Regions from separate parts of the Oryctolagus cuniculus genome. Here region 1 is linked to region 2. Evidence: chromatin contacts called from public Micro-C data. All regions are on one chromosome and are shown on one strand. Each heading gives the region's core, a stretch centred on a gene start, on an enhancer-like site or on the middle of the called end of the contact. The rest is flanking DNA. Distances are from core to core; before and after follow the strand shown.

Region 1 (4,676 bases), core at 1,018-3,517, 180 kb after region 2:
GACATCCCCAGTGGCAAAAGTGGCCCCGATGAGGCGGGCCCTCACCAGTCCCTCCCGTTTTTTGGTCCTAATCAGGCGGACCCTATCAAGATTGCTGATGTAAGTTTCAAGTTGGGTCTTCAAATAAGCTCTGTCACTCAAGTCATCGACCAGGATGATCTCCTTGAGCAGGACTGCGGGAGAAGTTTCGAGAACACTGTGGATGGTGCGGAGCAAGGTGGACCAGGCTTCGTTATAGAAGGCGATGATGACAGAGGTGGTGGGCAGTCTCCTGTAGTTGAACGTCTTGGACTTACACTCATACATTCTTTTATCCTCTATGTGGCGGTGCAGAGAAATCCTGTCACTGAGGTAAATATTGATGGCATATCTCTCAATGAGCTCTTCTTGCTGCTTCAGTTCCCCCTCGCTGAGCTGCAGCTTGCTGGCTTTCCCCCACTCCCCGAGGGCTTGGGAATCTGCCGGGGGCTTCTCATACAGCGGGCGCGACAAATCCTCGGCGTTTCTCTCCAGATCTGCGAATCGCCTGGACGTCCGCCCCTCCCTGGCATGGCCGGCACTGGGGGACGACTGGAAAGCCGAGACCGAGAGCTCCACGAGGATATAGGCCGCCGTTAAGAGCGCCAGCAGCAGGCAGCTCTTGCCTGCCCAGGTCCACCGCACGGCCATCCGGATCCTCATGGCTGGGGCTCAGCGGCCGCCACCTCGCCACCTCGCAGGGGCAGCCTGGAAGGTGAACTTCCCGGCAGGTCCCTGCCTTCAGGCAGGCGCTCGGCTCTTCGGCAGCTCCTCACAGCCCCTCGGGCTCCCCGGAGGGCACCTGAGATCCCCCTCGGACGCGCTCTGCCCACTTCCTGCTGCTCTTCGCAGAACTTTTCACAAACTCTCCAGCCAACACCCCACCCTCCGCGGGCCGAGGACAAACCCCTCCCCTTCCTACTCACTCCTCCTGGCGGTTACTTGGCGAAAGGCGCCCGCCAAGCCCGCGCCGGTGGGCGGCTCTGGGTCTGGGTCGGGGCCGGGGCCGGGGGCCGGGGGCCGGGTGGCCCGGCCGGGCACCGCCGCCCTCCACCCCCCACCCCGATGAGGACCTCCGAGGCTCTCGTGGGAGCCCGGGACAGGAGGAAAGGTCTCCGGCCACCTGAGCTTCTGTCTCCTTACACAAGATAAAAACAGTGACACCTACCAAGTTGTTTGCCGTTAGGGCTGAAGCCCACGGAGGTGATCGCCGCTTTGTGGCCTTTAAAGTAACGCTCCAGAACGGGGTCCTCCTGCGAAGGAAAGTTGTCGACGGTTCAAACCAGATGTGGACCCCGCGTGCAGCGGCTGGGGGTCGACGGTCCACACAGCCGCAACGCCAGGAACCTGCCCCCATCGCGGGCTTGGGGTTGCGGGGCGGCAGCAGCGCCCCGCGGGGAGACGCCGGGCGCCAGCTCGTCCCGCAGCGCCGGGAAAATCGTGCAATCCCGCTTCCCAGAAGCAGGCGCCTCTAAGGGACGACCTGAGGTGGGGTTGGGCTCATCTGAAATGCACGTTCCCAGGCGCCGCGGCTCCAGTCCGCAGGTGCAAGGAGGCGCCCGGGCTTTTGCACTTTTCTTAAAAAAAAAAAAAAAAAAAAAAAAAAAAAAAAAAAGTCCCAGGTGATTCTGACGCAGGCGCTCCACGGAGCCCCTCAGAGAATTCTGGGGGTCATGGGGTCGCTTACGCTCCTTCTCGAGTTCTGGGACGCGCAGAGGAGCGTCGCGGAGCCCGACACGGGCTTGGCGCTCCGGCCGCCCGGTTCACAGTGGGAGAGGCGGACGCCCCCCAGGCCAGGGGCGGGGGGCAGCACCTCAGGACCCCGCTGCCGACACCTGCTTCCATCTCCTCCAGGTGCCGCCGCGACCCTGCCCCGGCCCCCCAACCCGCGGGACCAGCCCCGGCCAGGGCCCCCCACAGCCCGTCCTTACCGGGGAGGAGGCCATGGGGGAACGGTGGGCGCCGGGCTCCTGCGGGCGGGGGGAAACGGGGGCGGGAGGGAGGAGGGAAGGGGAGAGGGTGAAAAGGGGAACCGCGAGGCGCCCGGAACCGTCTGCTCGGAGCGGCAGCACCTCCCGGTCACTACAACAACGGCGGCCCAGTCAAACCCCGCGCTCCAGGCATGGCCAGCCGAGCCTCGAGACTCCGAGGCCGGAGCGGGGGTCGGGGGCGGAGGGGTCGCTGCCAGCGACTGCGCGGGACGCTCCGGGGCCAAGTGCGACGGTACACCTAAGCCACTGTTTACTAATGCTGGCGTTCCCTTTCGGTTTGACGCCTGGAAAGAGAAGGAAGTGGGGAGCGAGGGCATTGTAGGCCTGTGATCGATGCAATCGGAGTTCTATTACATGTTAAAGAGCCAGCGCTCGTTGGTTTCAAGTTTGTCCCCGGTAATTTATCACGGGAGAGGGGGCGTGGCGTAGGGCGGTGGAGTTTTGATGTGAAGAGGAACAGCTGGCTACTTCTCAATACATTCAAAGGAACTAAAATCCTGGAGGACAGATTTGAATTTGTTTAATCTCTTTACCAAACAGTGCCCCGCATGATAATAATGCTGCACACTGGAGATGAATGGACGAATAAACCGCATCTCCTTAACCTTTTGGGCTGTATGTTTCTTTATCTGCTTCTTTGCGTATGCTTTCCAGGAATGCATTTACCAGCAGCGCATTTAAAATCTTTAGGAAGACTTGGAAACATGTTTTAACGTATTAGCTCAAATGGTAACTGTAACTATTTATACAACAGGGTTTCAATGCACATAGTATCATTTCTGGTTCAGTAACACTGTAGAAGTTGGAAGAGTTATAATGTTCCCAAATGATAAACTTGATTCTTAGATCCTGATCTTAGAAGTCATGCAGAGACCGCTTTTTCAATTCTAAAAATATCTTGTTTTTTTTTTTTTTAATCCTGAAATTACATACACAATAAAGTTTCTTGGCAATGTAAAATGGGATAGGCCACAGCTGGTAAGATACACGTTCTATGTAAATGAGAGGTATACTACCACCTTAATTACAGGTTCTCTAGTTGTCTAGAGATTGCATTTAGCTTTAATAAGTTCTGCAGATAACAATTTAACGGGTAAGAAATAGCTTTAGATTGCAGTGTTACTTTAATTCAAGTATATGATTGTTGAATTTCTCCTGTATGTTTGGCCCTGAGGGATATAAAGATGATTGAAATGTTTTTCCTGCCTTCAAGGACTCAACCATCTAGATTGATATGGCTAATATTTTAGCATGTGTAATGTTGATTTAGCGGCTCAATTCGCAGAGATGCTGAAGCAACATGCTCGTAAATAGGGTGGGATCCACGGTTCTACGGATTAACAAGCTCCGTACACGATTGCTATGGGAGTCTCAGCTGTGTACATTGAGAAACATTGCTGTAGTCCAGGGGGTGATATATTTAACAGTGTTGATGCCAGCAATTTGTCAACAAACTCTGGCAAGACTCCAAGTTTTGCTCCTTATTCCCAGTCTAAGTTTGATTAAACACACACACACAATCCTGGCATGCTTAAGCATAATACTGGATGCTGGTAGGAATGTAAAATGGTGCACTGTGGCTCCAGCAAGTCTACAGCTAGGTATAGCCCACAAATACTGAAAGCAAGGACTCAGATGTTTGTATTACATTAGTAACAGCCCCAAAGTGAAAACAGCCCAAGTATTCAACAAAGGAATAGATAAAATATGATAACTACATTCAATGAGATATTATTCAGCCACTAAAATAATGAAATTCTGATGCATGCTGCAACATAGATGACCCTTGAAGACATTATGCCAAGGGAATACATTATGGTTGATGACTTTACTTCTTTAAAGTACCTAGAATGGGTGGATGTACAGAGACAGAAAGGAGCTGCGGCTAAGGGAGAATGGGGAGTTACTGACTGATGAGGGGTGCAGAGTTTCTGCTGGGGATGAAGTTCTGAAAATAGTGGTGATGGTTGCACGGCACTGTGAATGTGCTCAACGCCGGTGAATTCTAGCCTTAAAAATGGTGAAAATGGAATGTTCAATGTTATGTGTATTTTACTCAAAAAAAAAAAAATAGTACTAGAATCTTAGGAGTAATCAAGACCTCAGATCTCTTTTAGCCATGATATGTCTGATATTGGACATAGCAGGTTAACTAAAAAAAGGAAGAAAAAGTTGGACACTTAGAAACTAGTTCAAGGGGGGCTGGTGCTGTGGCGTAGTGGGCTAGGCATCCGCCTGCGGTGCTGGGCCCCTGCACCCATGTGGGAGACCTGGCAGAAGCTCCTGTGGCCATTTGGGGAGTGAATCAGCAGATGGAGGACCTTTCTTTCTGTCTCTCCCTCTGACTGTAGCTCAAATAAAAACAAATAAAATCAAAAGATAGGAAGGGAGGAAGGAAAGAAAAGAGAGAAACTTGCTCAAGGGACTGGCACTGTGTAGCAGGTTAAGCTGGTGCCTGCAATGCTGGCATCCCATATGGGCAGCGGTTGGGTCCTGGCTACACTGCTTCCCAGCCAGCTCCCTGCTACTGGCCTGGGAAAGCAGTGGCAGATGGTCCAACTGCTTGGGCCCCTGCACTCACATGGGAGACCTGGATGAGGCTCCTGGCTTCGGCCTGACCCAGCCCATTGTAGCCATTTGGGGGAGTGAACCAGTGGATGGAAACTC
Region 2 (5,032 bases), core at 646-3,145:
AGTTAGAGGCAGGGCTGTTAATTAGTCTCACCTATGAAAGAAATGGCCTCAGGGAAAAACTGGGACAGGTTCTGGCTCCAGTGATCCGAGATGGGGATTTGCTTGTATTTGAACTCTCCGGCGTTCTCAAAGAGATTGGGCAAATTGGGGGTGACATTCAAGATGTACTTGATGCCGAACTCCTCCAGGACGTCCAAGTTGGTGGAGTCCTTGGCACAGCCCAAGTACAGGAAGGGCAAGATCTCCACCGGGAAGGAGGGCTGGCTGTTGGACAGCGGGCTGCCATCTGAGTCCGTGGCACTGTTGGGGTCTCGGTCAAGGTCAGATTCAATGTCCGAGGAGGAGTCAGAGCTGATCCGCAGGCCCCCGAGCCCCAGCACCGGCAAGGGCGGAGAGCTGCTGCTACACGAGCCGTCTAGATTGGTCTCGCAGTGCAGGGCGAACTCGGCTTGGAACTTACTGAAGCCACCTGCCAGGGCGAGAAAAAGGAGTCGTGTAACCCGAGATGCCGTAGTAGTTTTCACGGCTCGTGAGAACCGCAGCCGCGGGCAGGAAATACCACAAGCACCCTTCCAACCCCCTTGCGCGCAGAGCCGAAGATCAGAAAAACACATTTAAATGTGCGCCCTCAGGAATGGAAGGAACCGGGCCGCCTCCCCTGGGGATCCCTCACTCTTTTGAGTCCGGAAATGCACAAATTGGCAACATTTCTGTAACCCCACCACCACCACCTCCCCAGCCCTGCAAATCTTACTTCAAATTGAGAAGGTAGAAAACTAGGATCGAGGTGGAGGTGAAAGACGCAGATCTCGGGTTAGCAAGAAACCTCCGCGGCCCGGCTCTGCCGCGCGGAGCGCGCGTGGTTCCCGGCCCCTTGCTGGGTGTGGGTGGCCCTGGCCGCGCGCCTGGGGCACGTACCTTCCAAGTAGAAGGCCCGGCAGCCCTCGTCCTTGAGCTTCTTGAGCAGCAGCCCGAGCACCGACTCGCCGCCGGTGTTCTCGTTCCAGTCGCTGCTGCTCTCGTCGTACAGCACCACCGTGTCGGTGCCGCAGCGCCGGGTGAAGCGGTCCCGGTCCTCGCTGCGCGTGAAGAGCGCGCGCACCGGCAGGTTGCCCTTCTGCAGGCGCCGCAGCATGATGCCCGGGATGGCCACGTTGATGGCCGACTCGATGTGCGACGACTCGTACAGCTCCTGCGGCCGGCAGTCCATCAGCAGCAGCCGCTCGTTGCCCAGCTCCAGCTGCTCGTTGAGCCACGCCACCGTCTTGCTGACCGCCATTTCCGACGCGAAGGGCACGGGTCTGAGCGTATCTATCATGGGGGTCGAGCTGCAGGAGAAGGTGGGGTGCCCTAGCAGACGCCCCTCGGGGCAGGCATAGGCCGAGCGCGCCGCGCGAAGCCGCCGCTCTCGGAGCGGGGTTTTAATTCCGCCTCGCCTTTCCCAAGTCCAGGCTAGCGGCTGGGGAAGGCGAGACAGACGGGAACCCGGCCGTCCTCTCTGCACCCGAGCTGCAGCCGCTCGCGCCCGGCGTCAATGAATCTCTGAATGAAGCTGCCCAGTTTTGTTCCTCCCGGGTGAATGAAATCCAATTAATTCGGACTCCGTGCTACCGAGAGAAGAAGAAGGAAAAAAAAAAAAAAAGTCTAGCGGCTGCTAATCCCTCCCTCTGAGGCTGCACCTCAGATCTACCCGGGCGTCTCTCTCCCCGGATTACCAAAGCCTCGATTTGCTCACTGTCCCTAGGACTCAACCCGCGCACACCCCCTGCGCGAGGCAGCTCCTCAATGGATACAAACAGCGAGCGCCTCAATGGATACATTCTCCGGGCCAGCCAATGAGCGCGCTGCGGAAGGGGCTGTTGCCGTGGGGACGGGCCGGCTGGAACAGGTTGTGTTGATGAATTGTTAATGAGTTTGTCATTCACAAAAACGGAAAGGAATTTCCGCTCCGGATAAGCCCCAGTGCAAACAAGCTGCAGCAGCGGGCTGGGCGGGAGGAGGAGAGAGAGGCGGCGGCGGCGGTGGAGGAGGAGCGGGGCGCACAAACCGGGGCACTTCAGTTGTCTCGTGTTTCCTTCTGCCGAGAGTTCGCACTTCGCGTCGGAACTTTAGCGCATACACGGTGCAGTTAGCATGCACAAAGGCCCTTGTTCGCTACGCTTGTGCTTGCGAGATAGCTTTAGGGAAACTTGTGCTACACCCCCCTCCTTTGCCCCCCTTTGTTCCCAGCACACTCGCTTGGACCTGAGTTCTCTTTAGCCTCCCCCCCCCCCCTTTCTAGGCGGTGTGTGGCATTTGTTTGCAAGTTTTAAAAGCCCAGCTCTGTTTTCTCTGATGTTCTTTTAGCCGAGGCCGTGTTGGGGCTGGTGAGCTGCTTTGCGGCTTTAGTGACCGCCGAGGTGTTAAATGCTAATCCAACATCTTTCGAAACAAGCCAGTTTGTTGAAACATTTTTTAAGCGAACAAATACACAATTTTTTTTTTTGGTGGTGGTCGTCTGGTTACACAACCCCCCCCCCCCCCAAAGCTTTTAGTTAAAAAAAAAAAAAGGGCTCGGTTCGGCAGCATATATACTTAAAAAAAAAAAAAGACTTTGGTTTAAAAGCAGTGTCGCGTACAGAAGGGAACTCGCCAGCAGTCCGTTGTCTTGACTCCGCTCCGGCAGCGTGGAGCGACAGGAGCCATTGTGTCCGTGATCCAGCCCCTGCCCCCCGCGCCCCACTAGGGTCTCAGCCACGGAGCGCTGCGGGGTCGCGTTCCTTCGTGATTTCTGGGCGAGAAGCTGAGTTTTCGACTGCAGTGCCTGCGAGGGGCGCTACGACGCGCCGCGCCGGACTGGCACTGCCCGCGGTCGGATTTGGCACCGGGGGAGTCCTTGCCGGAGGCCTGCAGGTTGAGGGGGCTCAGCGGGAGGACTCGGGGATGGGTTACCGCAGCCCTGGAAGCAAGTCCGAGGGGCGCCTCCCCAGCCCCAGCAGCCCCCCAGCCCCTAGCCCAGCGCCGGGCAGTCGGGGAGCACCAGCCGCGCCTGCGCATGGGACTCCTCACCCCCCCACCCCCACCCCACGGCCCCGCCGCCCGCGCCTCCCCGTGTGGCGGGCGAGGGGCCTCCCGCGACCCCGTGGACGGGTGCGGGGCTGAGCGAGGAACTCCGGGCTCCCTAGAGATCGGGGGCGGGTGAGCGGCTTAGAGTGGAGCCTGACAGTACCTCCTGGCTCTCAAAATATGAGGGGGTCTCGGGGCACGTCTCTGGCCCCCCGCAGAGCCAGCAGGTAACTTGGGGAGGTGCGGGCCAGGCAGGCGAGCTGTGGGCGGCGGTAGGGGGCGCAGGCCGGCCGAGGCGCCGAGCTCTATTGTTACATAAAAGTGCCAGGCGCCCCTCCCAGCGGAAAACCACCTGTGCGCGGTCGGCGGCGCGCGGAGGAGGGGGCCGCGGCCGGAAGGCGCGGGCCCTAATCCGGCTTCCCCTCCCTAACCCCGGGCGGAAAAGAGGCCGAGCATTGTCCCGCCGCCGCCCGGGAGGCGGAAGCGGGGGCAGGGGCCCGGCGGGGAGCGGCTTTTCCGAGCGTCTCCTGCTGCGCTTTGCGCTCACCCGAATTCGGCGAGGGCGCGTGAGGTCACGGGGGTCTCCCCTCGCTCGACGCCCCGCACCCACGGTCCTGCCTGCCGAGGCCCAGCAGCAGTTTGCGTTGGTAGTCACCCGCCTCTTCTGCCTGATTTGGGAAATGTGCACTAAAAAAAGGCAGCTGCGGAGCCCAGGTTGCCAAGTTGGAAGCGCTGCAGTCGGCAGGCCGCCCCTGGAGGAGCAGCTTCGACGGAGACCGGGGGCTCCGGGCTCCTCTCCGTGCCTTTTTTGGGCAACCGTCGGAACCAAACTCCCGTTTCTCTGGGCACCCCGCGGTTGCTGTGGGGGAGGCCCGCACCGCGGCCGACCCCCCCCCCCCCCGAGCCGATTCCGCAGTCTGTTAGCAGACCCTGCAGTCCTTGGGTCTGGGGGCTGGGGCGCCACGGGAGAGGCACGGTGTCCCACCGCCCGGGACCTCCTGCAGAGGGAGGGCAGGAAGTTCCGTTCCTACTTGCCTGTTTCCAAAGTGCAATTAACTGACCTGAGTCGGAGCCTAGACTTGGGAGGATAATAACACCTCGCAGGCCTGGAGGTCGAAACATTGTAGTTTTATGTGAGCCCTTCCCGGCGGACTTACTAAAGTGGCATTTTGACTGCGGGATTTTAAGAACGAGGGTGTAAAGGGCCACTGGAGGGGGGTGGGGGGGCACTTCCTAGGCGCGCAGACTCGGTTAAATCATCTCACTTTTTTCGATTGCAGCGGCCCTCGCTGGCAAAACGAAGATAAAAATACTTGCGCTTCTGAGGGTCGCTGTGATGGTGAAATGGGAACGGGAACTCCCCAGAGCGGTGATGCTGTGCTACTATTTCTGTAATTCTGAATTCACCTGCAATACGGCCTAGGGCCTTTGGGAAGTTTCTTTACATCCCCTCTGTGTGGTTGGCAACAAAAGCCCTCCCAGGGACTGACTAGCTTAGCGAGAGTAATCCATCCACTTAAGCCATTAAGCAAGGCAGGTGCTGCCCTAGACTGGGCTCCACATTCTGTAGCTGGGTTAACAGAACAGCTGCATTTCTAACTTCTCCCTACTCTGACTTGTACCCACCACACCGAACTGACATCGCACAAACAGCACATGGAGCGTTTACTACAGGTTGGGCGCCGCTTTGCTGCTTTTTCTGTTCATGGTTTGGGTCGGTCCTCGGAAAACCTGTCAGTTACCCCTTTCACAGAGATGAAGAAATGCGCACGAGATCACACAGTGCTAAGCATGGGGCGAGGACTTGAAGCCAGACCCTTTACCAACTCAGGTGACAGTGGGTTGTGGACGCCACATTCCCGGCCATGCGCTGCTGTTCCCTGCATTCTGACTGCTGGGCTTTTGCAGCCTCGAACACTGTTGCACCTGCCCACAGAGGTCAAGGTGGAAAGTTAGGCTTATTTCCCTGCTGCCTTTACACACCAGT

What was found. A called contact is a pair of places that touch in the nucleus more often than the background predicts.
Region 1: a contact with region 2 is called in a Micro-C map of ear pinna, with 7 times the contacts expected there. The contact joins the promoter of POC1B here to the promoter of DUSP6 in region 2. A contact is called at or near these places in 2 of 6 Hi-C or Micro-C datasets (ear pinna and an unstated tissue).

Annotation. Positions count from the first base shown.
Region 1 is chr11:92,178,393-92,183,068 of mOryCun1.1, forward strand. POC1B (POC1 centriolar protein B) reads right to left here and starts at 2,268. Exons shown (of 12, transcript XM_017342011.3): 1 at 1,950-2,268; 2 at 1,187-1,271. The coding sequence starts at 1,964. GALNT4 (polypeptide N-acetylgalactosaminyltransferase 4) reads right to left here and starts at 906. Exons shown (of 1, transcript XM_008256873.4): 1 at 1-906. The coding sequence starts at 681.
Region 2 is chr11:92,000,994-92,006,025 of mOryCun1.1, forward strand. DUSP6 (dual specificity phosphatase 6) reads right to left here and starts at 1,896. Exons shown (of 3, transcript XM_002711379.5): 1 at 919-1,896; 2 at 32-469. The coding sequence starts at 1,318. LOC103348378 reads right to left here. Exons shown (of 5, transcript XM_070053191.1): 2 at 4,311-4,442; 3 at 4,203-4,218; 4 at 3,209-4,072; 5 at 2,593-2,886. The coding sequence ends at 2,722.